3 separate regions of the Rattus norvegicus genome follow, and regions 2 and 3 are each linked to region 1. The links are chromatin contacts, called in public Hi-C and HiChIP or PLAC-seq maps. All regions are on one chromosome and are shown on one strand. Each heading gives the region's core, a stretch centred on a gene start, on an enhancer-like site or on the middle of the called end of the contact. The rest is flanking DNA. Distances are from core to core; before and after follow the strand shown. Region 1 holds the start of Atp2b1 (ATPase plasma membrane Ca2+ transporting 1). Region 2 has its middle 180 kb from the start of Atp2b1. Region 3 has its middle 38 kb from the start of Poc1b.

Evidence for each region. Hi-C and Micro-C count contacts between places; a contact is called where the count stands out from the background. HiChIP or PLAC-seq counts read pairs in DNA pulled down with a chosen protein or histone mark.
Region 2: a Hi-C map of the A7r5 cell line shows a contact between it and region 1, with 5 times the contacts expected there. The contact joins the enhancer-like site here to the promoter of Atp2b1 in region 1. A contact is called at or near these places in 2 of 12 Hi-C or Micro-C datasets (the A7r5 cell line and the Rat2 cell line).
Region 3: an H3K27ac HiChIP or PLAC-seq map of oligodendrocytes shows a contact between it and region 1, with 6 times the contacts expected there. The contact joins the enhancer-like site here to the promoter of Atp2b1 in region 1. A contact is called at or near these places in 6 of 12 Hi-C or Micro-C datasets (the A7r5 cell line, the Rat2 cell line, Schwann cells and 3 more) and 1 of 1 datasets of contacts at active chromatin or transcription factors (oligodendrocytes).

What each region holds. Positions count from the first base shown.
Region 1 is chr7:35,620,345-35,624,926 of GRCr8, forward strand. Atp2b1 (ATPase plasma membrane Ca2+ transporting 1) reads left to right here and starts at 2,117. Exons shown (of 21, transcript NM_001399339.1): 1 at 2,117-2,344.
Region 2 is chr7:35,438,097-35,442,678 of GRCr8, forward strand. No RefSeq gene overlaps it. Among named protein-coding and RNA genes, the nearest start is that of Atp2b1, 180 kb to the right of the region's middle. Within about 2 kb of position 1,860, at least 17 of the 93 cell types and tissues checked have an H3K27ac peak or open chromatin away from gene starts, as enhancers often do. A contact at or near this core is called in the A7r5 cell line, where this site is marked.
Region 3 is chr7:35,770,939-35,775,520 of GRCr8, forward strand. No RefSeq gene overlaps it. Among named protein-coding and RNA genes, the nearest start is that of Poc1b, 38 kb to the right of the region's middle. Within about 2 kb of position 1,888, at least 13 of the 93 cell types and tissues checked have an H3K27ac peak or open chromatin away from gene starts, as enhancers often do. A contact at or near this core is called in the A7r5 cell line and Schwann cells, where this site is marked.

The DNA.
Region 1 (4,582 bases), core at 867-3,366:
TCAAAAAGTATGTCATTTAGGGAAGTTTCAGGATGAAACCCTGCAGGAGGGGAAAAAATTGAATTTCTTAATGCACAGTTGCTTCTATATCAGTTTCAGCTTTAATTTTGTATCTGAAGGATAAAAACACACAAATCGAATATACAGTACAATTATGCTGGCTGCTAGCTATATGAGAGTAAGTTTATCATATATGCAATTCACATAAAGCACATACAACTATGTTCTGGGACATATATGTTTTCACTTGTGGGTTCATCTTTGCATGCAAATAAAAATCTCACTGCAATAACGTTCTATAGTGAGGATGCTCAGTGATTTTTTTTCGTGAACACATACTTTAATAACATGCATTTTATGAGTTAGAATCGCAGCAAACCCACAAAGTGAACAGATTCTAGTTTAATCTATTATCGTTTTTTGCTGGTGTAGCATACGATGATTCACTCAATACTTTAATGTCAACTTGTTGATTAAAATAGAATGCATAATTCAATTTTCTATGGGGACTTCCTCGGAGGAAGGCTGGGAATGAGTTATTCTGAAAAGAGACTTCAGGGCGAGAAAATACTGGAAATTACCTAAGTGAAATTTAATTAATTTGGTTTCCTAATTGTAGATTTGAAAGAGTATCAGGAAGGGCTATTTATTGTACCACATCAACCAATTCTCTGTGATAAACAGAGAGAGAAAATACCCAGTGCCAATTTTACACGTCAAGGGCACAGCTCAGAGGTTGGTAATGTCTACCCTGGAGGAAGATAAAAATGGAAAAATTATTTTCAGCAGTTTTATCATGGAAAATTTGCTTTTAAACTCAAGTATTTTCTTTTCAAGCCTTTATTTTAAAACAGATGCTACCAGGCAGGGAACATATATAATGCAGTTCTTGCCTTACCCGTGTGCTTTTGAGAGGGCTATGAAACTACCAATTCTTTCATTTCAGGGTTGAAAAAAAAAAAAAAACAACACACTACGGAACACTTTTTTTTTTTTTTTTGGTTTCTCGAGCTAAGTGATACTGAAAATAACACACATAAAGGTCTAAATTGTTCAGAGAGGGGGACCTTTAGTTCAAGCAGAGATTATAGAAGGATGGGGCAGGATATACACATCTTTAAATGTGTGGATACAGTCAAGAAGATCCCCTTTTAAAGTAGATGCAATGAGGAGCGGTTTTCTTTTGAACTGCAACACGTTCAAGAGGTCGGACCAGAATCGGCTATCTTGTACCATCTAAATACTGCACGGTACTCTGCATCCTCCCCCCCCCGCCCCCCCCCCGCTTTCGTTTCTTTGCTCCACGGGAAAGATGGTAGCGTTTAAGTATTATGAATTAAAGACCCACTAGCTGGCCACAGGTTGGGGGGTAAAAAAGGGCAGCAAACCCAAAAGAGAAACACGAGGACTTCAAGCGCGGTGCGAGGCCTGTTTGCACCGGCTAGAGGACACCGTTTGGGCGCTGCAGCGGGGATCCCCGGTGTCTGTGGCCGGGCCAGCGCGCCTACAGGGCGAGTGGGCTCTCTTCCCAAAGGGGTAGGCACTTTGGCTGTCGGGCGAGTGCGTCACTGTCCGGGACAAGAGACAGGTCCGCTAGGGAGTGGGCGCCGAGCCGCTCTACTGTCCGGTAACCCGGTTTCGTCTCCACCCGGGGGCGACTCGAGCGGGACCCCAGGTGAAGGGCGTCCCACGGCTGCGGCAGTCGCTGCTCTCCTGCCTCCTCACGTTGCAGGAGCCGCCCGGCCGCGCGCCCCGGCACCGGCGGTGACTGACGGAGTCGCCGCCCCCTCCTCCCCCGCCGCCCCCTCCCGCGGCCCTCCCCGGTCCGACACGTCATGGAAACACAGACGTCAGAGCCCGACGGCCAATCGGAAGCCGCCGCAGGAGGGGAAGGGGGAGAAAAGAGCGCAGGAGGGGGCGGGGGTAGCCGGGAGCCCGGGGAGCAGGGAAGGAAGAGAGGGAGGGGCGCGCGGAGGCGCGAGTCGCCCGCCCGGCACTCCAGGCCACCCTTTCCGCACCGCGCGCTGCAAGTTCTGGTTTCCCCCCGCCCCGGGCGCGCGCTCTCCAGGCGGAGACGCGCTCACCGGATCCTCCCCTTAAACGCCCTCTCCGGGAAGCGCCAGTCCCGGTCCGAGCCGCGCTACCTCCGCTCGTGCGCGCGCGCGCGCCCGCCCGCCCTCAGGCTCCCCGCGGGCCGCGTCACGTGACCGCGCCCAGCCAAGGCGGCAGCGGCGGCCGCGCGAGCATCGGCAGCGGTGGCAGAGGCAGCGGGAGCAGCTGCGCTGCCAGCGTGGAGCGGGAGGCGTGGAGGTGTGGAGAAGAAGGGAGCGTCGGACCGGAACGGGTGAGCGCCCTACTCCCCCTTGCCTGCTCGGGCGGCCCCGCGGGTCACCCGGTGCATACGGGCCCCTGCCCGGAGCTGGCCGTAGCCCCTTGAGCTCCGCCGTCTGCGAACCGGTGTCTGCCGGACCCCGCCCCGGGTTGCACCCCGCCCGCCGCTGCTGCTGCTGCTGCGGACGACGGCGCGGGGCCGGTTGAGCTGCTGTGCTGAGCGCGGCGCGCCCTGAGCGCGGCTTTGCGGAGCGGAGGAGGCGGGTCCTGCGGGGACGCGAGCGGCCACTCGGCGGCCGCCGGGCTCTGGGCGGGGGCCGGCCGGGCGCCGCCTCCTCCTCCACCGCCGCCGCCTCCTCGCGGTGCAGCGTGAGTAGGGAGCCCCGGCTGGTGGACGCCGAGTCTCTGGGCTCCACCGCCGCCTCCTTCCAGAGGTGCAGTCGCACCTCCGCGTGGCGCCCCGATCCCTGCGAGCCGGCTGCGGGTACGTCCCGCGACCCCTCGCCGCCACCCCCGGACCCACCCGCCTATCCTTCCTTGATTCTTCTCTCGGAAAAATGGTTCCCGCTGCGGGCGAGGTGAGTGGCGGCCGGTGGCTGCCCGCGGCGGGGGCGGCCACCTGCGGGGGAGGCCGGGTGGGGCGCGCAGGGCGCGGCGGGGGTCCTGACAGCTGGGCGCGGGGTGGAGCGTGGCCGGTCCCCGCGAAGTTGGCGGCGCCGCCGGGGTTCGCTCCTGCTAGGAGACCGTAAAGGTGAGAAGGCTTCCTCGCCGCGCGCCTCGGCGCCGGGTCCAGCTTGGAGTCTCCGTCCCAGTGGCTTCTCGTCTACACCCGGGCGCTCTCCGACTTCGCGGGGCTGCCTCTGCTGCCGCCACAGCCCATCCGAACACTGGTCGCCCCCACCCCGGCATGTGGTGACCTTGAGGGCAGCGGTGCCGGGCACTCCTTCTCCCCGCGCCCCGGGAGGGTCACCCATTTAATCCCTGGCTTGGGCCCCCAGGAGGTACTGCCGGTGCAAGGTGAAGGTTCGTCGTCGGTCCCCCGGAGAGGGTGGTGTGATAGATGCGTGTCAGACAGGACGGTGACTCCCGGGGAGTTGGAGAGCCGCCTGGACGCTCTCTTCAGGTCTTGAGTCTAGCTCCTCAGGATGTTCACGGTTGTTTCCGATTCATGTTTATATACTTAGTTTAAATGAAAATAAAATCTGCTCTGTCCTCGGGTCCTCAGAAAGGGTCAGTAAGAAAGAGGGTGGCATTCCTATTGCGGGGAGGGGGTGGGAGGGCGGGGGGGGGGCTGGGGTTTCTTCTCTATTTCATCTTGCGGGAGAATTTTGTGGCTTAGCTAGTTAGCGACCCCTGGGTCTGCGCCTCAGTCTCTGCCCAGGTTGGTTGGTCTCTGTGCGCATTTCATTCACCAGTTTACTGCGGGACTCTAGCATTGGGAGTGCTTTTGCCGTTGCGGTTGTTAAGACCCCAAGGGGAAGCTGGAGCTGGTCTGCATGGGTAAAGGGGTCTGCAGGACCTTGCTAAGGACGCGAACCTCCTCGGTAGGCTGGTTTTTACCCTTCCGGGGGTTAGAGCGCTGCAGACAGCCACCTTAGGCTGCTATGCATGCTACTTTTCTGGGTTTATTAATAACCTAATGACTCCTGTTGGTATCGATTGCTGTTCCTGATAAATTAGTTATATGGATTTTTTCATACGTGTGTAGGTATATGCATGTCTGGACTGTCTGCCTTTCAACATGGAAGGCTTTGTTGTGTTTCACCTCCCCCACCTGAGGACAGTCTTACTTTAAAATAAGGTTCTTGCACAGCGTAGGTGTATTTTATAATAATAAGTACTTGTAAGGGCCTGGTTTGTTTAAAGCGCTCATAGGGCATCCCTTTGGCTAGTGGCCCATGTGAGTGAATGGAGAGCCTTCACTTGCCCTGCCACCAGCTTTCCCTAGGGAGACTCCCTGTCCTTGTGTGTGGCAGAGGTGGATTGGGGGGAATTAAAGAGGGATTGGAAGGGGGAGAATCTGCCTTTTGTGCTTCTATGTTTCATTTATCACCCCCTCCCTTTTTCCCCTTCCTGGTCAGTTCGAATTTGAAGTAAATAGAGATATTTTTTTTTCTTGTTGGAGGCTTTTGAAAGCTGGTGTATGAAATGGGCCATTTAAGCCCAGTTTTCAGGGAGATGTTTCCGTTTCTACCTTGCTTCGGATAAGACAGTTAAATTGCTGTCATAAAGGGTGGATCTCTGTCCTGAT
Region 2 (4,582 bases), core at 610-3,109, 180 kb before region 1:
TGGTGTTGACCTAACATTCCAATGGACCAGGTCAATCTCCTATCCAAAGGGCCATGCCTAAATGGGCTTACCTTAAACCATGCTGATAAAATAGCCAGGATAATTAATTATTTTTCCTAAATCAGCCGTCACAGGCACTCCTTCCCTGTTGTACATGCTTACTCCAAGAGGGGACAGGAAAGGGGAGTCCCAAACTTAGTAAGTTTAAAGAAAAGAATGTTTGAAAACAAGAGGAGGGATGTATAAGAAATATTTAATGCATGTGGTGTTTCCTATTAAATACTATAAAACTTGCGTTTCCGACAAAGAATTCATTATGCAAAATTTTTAATCTCCCCCACAGACAAAACCTTTGTTTACAAAAAGGTCCCCTGCTACTTCCCAGGAACAATGTCACCTGACCCCTTCCTCCTTCATTTCTCGAGTGACAGCTGAAGAAGACTGTAAGGTTGGACCCCAGCCAATGGGCCAATGGGAAGGACACAGTCACTACCTGAATTAGAATAAAAATCAAGTGTATTGTTCCAATCATACCCTCTTGATTAAGAGTAAAATTTGCCTTATCTACACACACACACACACACACACACACACACACACACACACACACACACACACATCTGTTCACTCCTTTTGCAGCAAATGTCCAGATCAGGGGTTTTGATGACAGTGTTTGAGAGTGTTGGTTTGAAAAACAGGATTTCACCTTATAGCCTAAACTGGCTACACACACACACACACACACACACACACACACACACACAGAGAGAGAGAGAGAGAGAGAGAGAGAGGCCCTGCCTCAGCTTCAAATCTGTTGGGATTACAGGCATTTGCCACCATATCTAGCTTGAAATGAGAGCTTTTATTAAAAGAATGCAATTTATTGGTGATAGATTATTTCTCCGTTGGTGAAATGAGTCCATTCTAGCCAGATTAGATTATATATTAAAGGCAGGTTTATTGTGGAGCTGCTCTCCAGTGGGTTCACTGGCCCTAAGGATTGAGGCTAAGAAAGTCACCATGGGGAGGTGGCAGCCAGAGAAAGGAGAGAGGGAAAGTGCAGAGAGAAAAGGAAGAAGGAAGAGGGGCAGGAGGAGGAGGAAGAGGAGAGGAGGAGGGTAGGGAGAGAGATAGAGATAGAGAGAGAGAGAGCCTCTGGGGAAAGGGCAGTTCAACCCCTAGGATGGAAAGTTCAAAATCAGGGGAGCAGGGAATGCCAGGTAGGGACTGAGGGATGCTGGAAGAACCTGGAGGCCAGGTCTGCTGTGATGTGTGAAATATTCCCCAGGGATCCAAAGCCAAACAATTATAGATGGTTTCACTCTAAAGGATGGTATTAAGAGCTCATAGTAGAAGAGTAGACCCTTGAGAAATACATACTTCTTTGAAGGAGTATTTAAACTGAGCTTTTAAGAGGAACTTGGTCTCACCCAGGAAACAAGTATAGAGAAAAAAGGGGGTCTAAATGTTTAACCTGTCAACACCAGGATGTCTGTGAACAACTTCAGACCAGAAATTGAGCCACTGGTATTTGATCACAGGCCCGTAGAGCCACTTTCTGTGAAGTGGACCACAGGCATAGCATTCTTGAAAGCGTTGGAGGACAGAAGATGGAGGACCCATACAATTCAGCGTTTCTGAATGAGTCTGGTTAAATGCTTGGCCTTGTACCCCATTTCTGTAAGCCAAGATGGACTTTGCTGACTCCAACCAGGGTTAAAGCCTTGTCTTTTATCTCCTGACCTTGACTCTACTTCCAGCTACTTCCTTGTCAAGCTGTCCTCTGCAGACGGGACACGGCAGTCGAAGCAGTCCCCAGCAGCTGGCATCTGACCAGTGCTGTTGGCAAACGCATTTTCTACTGGCTGTGCAAACTGGTGAGCCTCAGAGTCATCTCAGGAGGAGAGTGAGGTGGCATTCGCAAACGCGAACATGAGTAATGTGAGCTTGTCGAGCCTTCTGCTTCTAAAAAACAGATTTCTGTGACAGAATTAGATAAAGACCTATTTCAAACTTGCATAACTCAGCATTATGCTATGCAAATCTTCATGCTTTTAATTTCCTGCTAAATTTCATGGTCCAAAAAAATCAACAGATGCTGAAGAAAATTATATTTATGTAAAAGAGCTTCTAATTCAATATGAAAATAATAAAAGAATGAAGCTTTCTCTTGCAACTCAAAAGAATCTGGGCAGAATTTTGGAGTCCAAGAGTTTCCCCTAGGGTGTCCTGGCATAATATAGTGACCAGATGAAACCAATACAACCCTGCCAAAGCGCGCGCGCACACACACACACACACACACACACACACACACACGCACACACACACGCACACACACACATGCACACACACACACGCACACACACACATGCACACACACACACGCACACACACACATGCACACACACACACGCACACACACACATGCACACACACACGCACACACACACGCACACACACACGCACACACGTGTGCGCTCGCTCTCTCTCCTTCTTCTTCTTCTTCTTCTTCTTCTTCTTCTTCTTCTTCTTCTTCTTCTTCTTCTTCTTCTTCTTCTTCTTCTTGACACCAATTATTTTCTTCACAACTTTTTAATATCATATCTTTCATGCTATCTGAGTATTTGGGGGCCTTTTGAGGATACAGCGCCTGCTCTGACTTTTACTCATTTCAAAAATTAAGAAAAACAAAAACAACAAAAAAACACACGCGTGTGGGTGTGTGGGCACATGGATTCATATTTTAGAAACACAGGTAAACCGTAGAGTGACATCTTACAAACTCGGGTCATCGGGCTTAATGTTGCTGAATTTTGACATGTGAACTTCTAGCCCAAAATTTAGTGGCTTATAATAGCCACAATCATTCCTTTTAACGATAGCAAACATTGATCAGCCTGTGCTTAGCAGTACTTAGCTCCGTGTCCTTGATTTCAATCTGTATTCTTCCAGTGGCCAGGCTGAACTAGAATCCAAACCGGCACGTACTCACTTGGCAGAAGCTTACCCAGGGCCTGCTGACTGAAGCACCCAGTCCTCCTTCATGTGGTCTTTCCATATCATTCGGGCTTCTCACAAGATATATTATTTTGTGGCCTATTATAGCATCTCAGTGTAACATTAAATTTGCAGGTGTCATACCACAACATTACTTCTCTTGCCTGAACATTTTTCAGGATAAACTCTGGTCAAAGGGAACAGCCAGGCTGCCTCTCCGTAAGCCTTCACACTACCCAGATCTATGGTGTCAGCAGAGGAAGCACAACTGAAGGTTTTATTATTAGGGAAGTAATCTCATTGCTGTTTATAAAGTGCCTTCTCTCCGTTGACTCGGTCTCAATGGTAACCAGAGAAACTGACTCATGGCTTCCGGCTTCTCTTCAAGGCAGGAACTGAGTGAGAAGTTTTCAAATTACTCAAGTCAGATCTGATTTCAAGGAGGCCCATAACTCCTTGGAGTCATTTAAAAGATCAGGGGTCATCTAGACTTGAAAATTCCTGTGGTTTAAAACCCTGTTTGGGATTTACCTTGAGCTCTGTAAATGTTAAAAATAGCCCAAATAATGTCCCAACAGATGCTGTCAAATGACAGTACAGCAGACCACTTAAGTATAACTGTTAGGTACGTGGGAACTCTACTCACTGATTCTGTCTAGTAAGTACTCAATTTAAAGATGATCTTCAAAAAAAATATCACCGTCCATTCATTTTACACTTCAGCTGTTTTAAGTTTCAAGTCCAGGACAAGAGGTTCAGGTGCCTATTTAACATATCAAAGGGAATCTGGCAAGGTTCTCCCAGCATCCCTCAGTCCCTACCTGTTAAAGGGTATAGCTGGCGTACCCCAGCAGCTACCCGACCTTTCCAGCCAAGGGCTGGGATGCCCTTCCACCAGAGGCTCTTCCCTATGTCTCCCAGACATTTTAGTTATGTGTACCTTTGCCTACAGGCTGCAGCACCTGGTTGCTCCCCGTCTCTCTTCCCCTCTTCCTCTCCCCACAAGGTTCAAGGTCATGACCACTCTGGACTCTCCTGGTTTGTTACTGCCTCTGGCTATGTCTCCCATTTATCTACAGTAAACTTTTCTCCTGCATACCTGGCAGCACTCATGTCCTTTCCTTTCCCTTCTTTCCTTTTCTTTTTTTCTTTCGTTTCCCCCGTTTATCTAGTGCCGAATAAAGCTGCAAAAATCCTAACCTTATAAGCTACAGTTTAACAGAGCACTTGCCTGGCATGTATGAGGTCCCTGCACTGGGTCCCTAGCACTGCAAAAAGAATAAACAGAATGATTTTTTTTTTAAAGCAACAAAAGATTCCATTTCCACTGGAGAAGTGAGGCTTCACTTTCTGCATGAACTAAATGGGGCTGGAGGAAGCAGAAACTTGCATGTGGTCATGTTTCAAGCCTGCCCTGGGCTTTACCAAGGGCTCGGTAAAAATGTAGGCAGATAAACACTGTTCCCTCTTTGAAACAGAGATCAGGAAAAAGAAAGTGTCTATCTCTCTCCAGTAAAGTGAGGACTTGAGATGACTCAGTGACACTTCCTGTCAATTCTGACAACCCAAGTTCTAAGAAGTG
Region 3 (4,582 bases), core at 638-3,137, 150 kb after region 1:
TATACATGAACACATCTCGGCTGTGGCTCTCTTGCTGTTGCTGCTCTTGCTTTGGTTTCTACATTTAAGTGTGAGGTGCCCGTCCGGAGTTGAGAGTAAAGCAAGGGAAGTTAGAAGAGAGAGTAAGCTAAGAACAGGGCTAAGAACCCATCAGAAGGGTGACACACCACACCGACAGTGCCACAGCCAGCCTGGTGGAGTGAGCTCCTCCCGCAGGACTGGGTTGATGGGGGATGGCTGTGGCCACAGCAGATTGTACCATCAGATGTTTGGCTGGGTGAGCGCAGCAACATGCCAATCATTCTGCTGCAGCTTGGGCTCTTGCTTGGGCTGTTCACATGCCCTAAACATCTTTCACCACAGATAAGGGTTCAGGTTCCTCACCCACACTTCTTTTTTCTTTTATTAGACATATTTCTTTACTTACAATTCAAATGTTATTCCCTTTCCCAGTTTCCTATCCATAAGCCCCCATCCTTTCCCCCTCCCCCATACAGGTATTCCCCCCATCTATCCCCTTTACTGCCCCCCCATATTCCCCTGCACTGGGGGTTCAATCTTGACAGGACCAAGAGCTTCCCCTTCCACTGGTGCCCCAACAAGGCTATTCTCTGCTACCTATGCAGTTGGAGCCCTGGGTCGGTCCATGTATAGTCTTTCAGCAGTGGTTTAGTCCCTGGAAGCTCTGGTTGGTTGGCATTGTTGTTTTTATGGGATTGCAAGCTCCTTCAACTCTTTCAGTCCTTCCTCTAATTCCTCCCAAGGGAGTCCCGTTCTCAGTTCGGTGGTTTGCTGCTAGCATTGACCTCTGTATTGGACATGCTCTGGATATGTCTCTCAGGAGAGATCTATATCCGGTCCCTTTTAGCATGCATTTTTTAGCTTCATCAATCTTATCTAGTTTTAGTGGCTGTATATATATATATATATGGGCCACATGTGGGGCAGGCTCTGAATGGCCACTCCTTCAGTCACTGCTCTAAACTTTGCTTCCATATCCCTTCCTATGGATATTTTCCCCCTTTTAAGAAGGAGTGGGAGCATCCGCATTTTGGTCATCCTTCTTCTTGAGCTTCCTGTGGTCTTGTGGATTGTATCACCCACACTTCTAAAGCCACATCCCCAGGGACACCTCCCTGACCATCCTAACCTAAAATAGCACTGTCTACCTCATCTGCTTGGCACCCTCATTAGAGAATGATGACACTACTGTACATTTTTGCTGGTGTGTTTGCTGCCTGGACTCGGTGAGTTAAGGGGTGATGACTTAGCCCACTCTTCTCCAGCTCTGTGTGCAGCACACACATGCGAATGATGGCTGAGGAGACAAATCCATAAACAAAACCAAAGAGCAAGAGGACATTGATTGGGGTGATTATGAAAAGTTGAGATTGCAGGGAGAGAAAACTACAAGGAGCTAATGGTCTCTCGTTTTTCCACATATTTACCAAACTTGATTATTTTCACCTACTACTCTCCTGTGCTGAAGGCAGGTCAATGAAGAGAGCGCAAATCTCCAATTCTCTAGGACTTGTATTCAACTCCTGGAGACAGACAATAAACAAGATCAATAATTAATTATGCACCGCGCCAGAGGAGATATGCCTTGCAGAAAAGTGGAACAGGGTAAAGATCTAGAACAGAGAGCGAGCAGTTACAGGTTAAGCTGACCAGCGGGGGACTGAGACAGTATGTCCCAGTTTAGGCATGGAAGACAGAAGAAAGGACTTTTAACAGCCACCGGGGAGCGTCTCCTGGGAGGAAGACACAGTCAGCGAGCACACAGAATCTATGTTTGGGGCATGACTGGCAGCGGTGTATGGGGAACAACCCAGAAGCTGGTGTCTTCAGCAGAGCCAGGAAGGAGGAGGGGTCGGGGGAAATGAGGCCGGTGGAAGTTGTTGTCCGCTGACGTCAGAATCTGGGACTTCCTTCTGAGCAATGGGCAACAAAGTAACAAGTTTGGGCTTTCCAGTTAAATATCGTCAGAGGACGGATCCTGGCTTTATCACTAATAAAACTGACATCCAGATGGTTATACGTTTAAAATTACAAAGCCAAGTGGCCAAGCTCGGATTGGCACATCCACATTCTAAACCTACGCTCTTGGCCAAGAACTCTGTCTTCCCAAAAGACCCATGGAGAATAGGGCTCCCCAGATGGCAGGAGAGCAAGAGTCCGTTTCTGTGTAGGAGGTCAGATTTCTCTGCCAAGGCCAACAATAAAAGCTCTGTCGCAGTCATTCCTTATGGATGAGTCCTTCCGGCTTAAAGAGAGCCTCGGCCCTCACCCACCCCTCCACCTGCTGTGTAATATAAGTGACTAAGAAGTGTGTCACCGAAGTACTAGCAGGCCAGACCTTAGAAATCTAGAGATTTTGTCCTGAGCATGTGAATGCCTGGCCTTCATGACCCTTAAGCAGAGAGCTGTCTTTTCTTAAGCCCCAATAGATTTTTTTGTTTTGTTTTGTTTTGTTTTGTTTTTGTTTTTGTTTTTTTGGTTCTTTTTTTCGGAGCTGGGGACCGAACCCAGGGCCTTGCGCTTCCTAGGCAAGCGCTCTACCACTGAGCTAAATCCCCAGCCCCCCCAATAGATGTTTTAATCTTTGTGTGTATGCCCATGTGTTCCTGTGTAAATGCAGGTATACTCCTGCCGCTGTACCAATGTAGAGGTCAGATGGCAACCATAGTTGTCGGTCCCTTGTTCTGATGTTTCCATATCCCCACCCCGGTCATGCTTATTAGTATCGTTCGAATGTGTTTTGGGCCAAGGAAAGCCAACCTAGCCTAGCTGAAGCAAGTCCCAGATCCCTCGATCTTTTCAAAAGATTCTTTCTTCTCCTCATTGTGACACAGGTAGTCCGTCCCTGACTCTTCCACTCCCTGAGCCTCTGCCCTGGACAGAAGAGTCAAGCCTGACTCTCCCCACTCTCCCCCTTTCTCCTCTGAAAGACAGTATTCTAACGTCTAAGAACTCCTCAGCACTACCACCCTTTATTTAATTTTTTTTTTTACTGTCTTATTCTGTTTTCACAATGATTATCAGTCCAGTTTACAAACAGGGACCCTAAAACACAATGTTAACCAGTTAACGACACCTTTCAAAAAACCCACTGTAGTCTCTTAAGTCCTAACTGAACTTAAGATCATTACATCCTGGGTACTGAAGACAACTGTGCACCAGGCAGATAAATCCTTAGAAAACCTCCAGTTCTGGAGAAAAAAAAAATAAATGAGTCAGCACCCCTGAAGTCTTACTTCACCCTCAGTGGTGTAGTTCTGTTGTACAGAGGACTCTTTTTTGGAGGAACCTGGGAAGGTAAAAGTTTCTCTCTGCTATGAGCCTATAAGGTTGAAGTTGGTTGTTTGCTGACCTAACGATCACTTGAAGCAGCTTGCAAGGAAAGCTGATTAAAAGTAAAGCATGTCTCCCTGTCTCCCGGACTGAATGCTCCCATTAAGGTTTGAATATCCCTCTTGTTCCTTTAAGCCGCGGCGAGCAGCCAAGTCATTAACTTTCTGATAGCCTGTCCTCTGCATGCTATCTGCTCCAGATCTGGACTTGGTGACTCAAGTTGCCGAGCCGCCTTGATGGAAACAGGAATGAGCAAACATGTAGCATACTGTCTGAGCGGTTCCCCACCTCCGAAAAAAATGGAGGAGGAAAACCTCACAGAGCTATTGTTTACTTCTGTCAAATGCCTGGGCGTTTCTGCGTTGTCTTCCCAACCTGATTTTTACAATGCAGCCAACAGCAAAAATGACCTTTTCTGTGCTCAGCGCTGTAAGTTTCAGTGTGTGTATAAATTCATGTAGTCCCGGTTACAACCAACATCATGAAAATACACATTTCTGGGCTGGGTGTGGTGGCTCACATCTGTAATCCCAGGAGTCCAAAGGCTCAGGCATCAATGGCTTAGGCTAGACACAACGAGACCTTGCTTCAAAACCGAAGCCCCAAACAAGCACAACAAAAGCTTCCTTTGAGTCTCCCCCTCTGAATTCTGATGGGGAACCCACTTCCATCCACTGCCTCGCTGTACTGTTCAGACTTCTAGAGACATTTTGTTTCGTAGGTGGAATCCACCCCACGCGCGAGGCTGGCTCCTTTCACTGGGTCTAATGACTTTGAGACGCATCCAAGTTTCTGAGTGATTCAATAGCTGGTTCTGCACGGTGCCGAAGAGAATTCCATTATAGAGATGTTCTGCTGTTTGTCTCTCCATTCCACTCGGAGGACATTTATATTTACACCGTTTCCTATTTGGGGTGACTATGAATAGAACCAGTTATAAACATTTATGAACAGTTTCTTTGGGGGGGTGTGCTTTTGGTAACATTTGTTTCTAGACGTGGTGATAGATACATGTTTAACCTAACTTAAGAACTGTGGAGTCTTATTTTCCTTCTAGTTCGGGGATACTTTGTACTCCCAGCAGCAGAGCACTAAGTTCTAGCCATGACGTCCCTGCCATTATTTGATATTTCGGTATTTTTTAATTTTTTTTACCACCCCTACGGATGTGTTGTGACTTTAACTAATGACTAATGAGATTGTGTGTCTTTTCAAGAGCTGTTTTCCA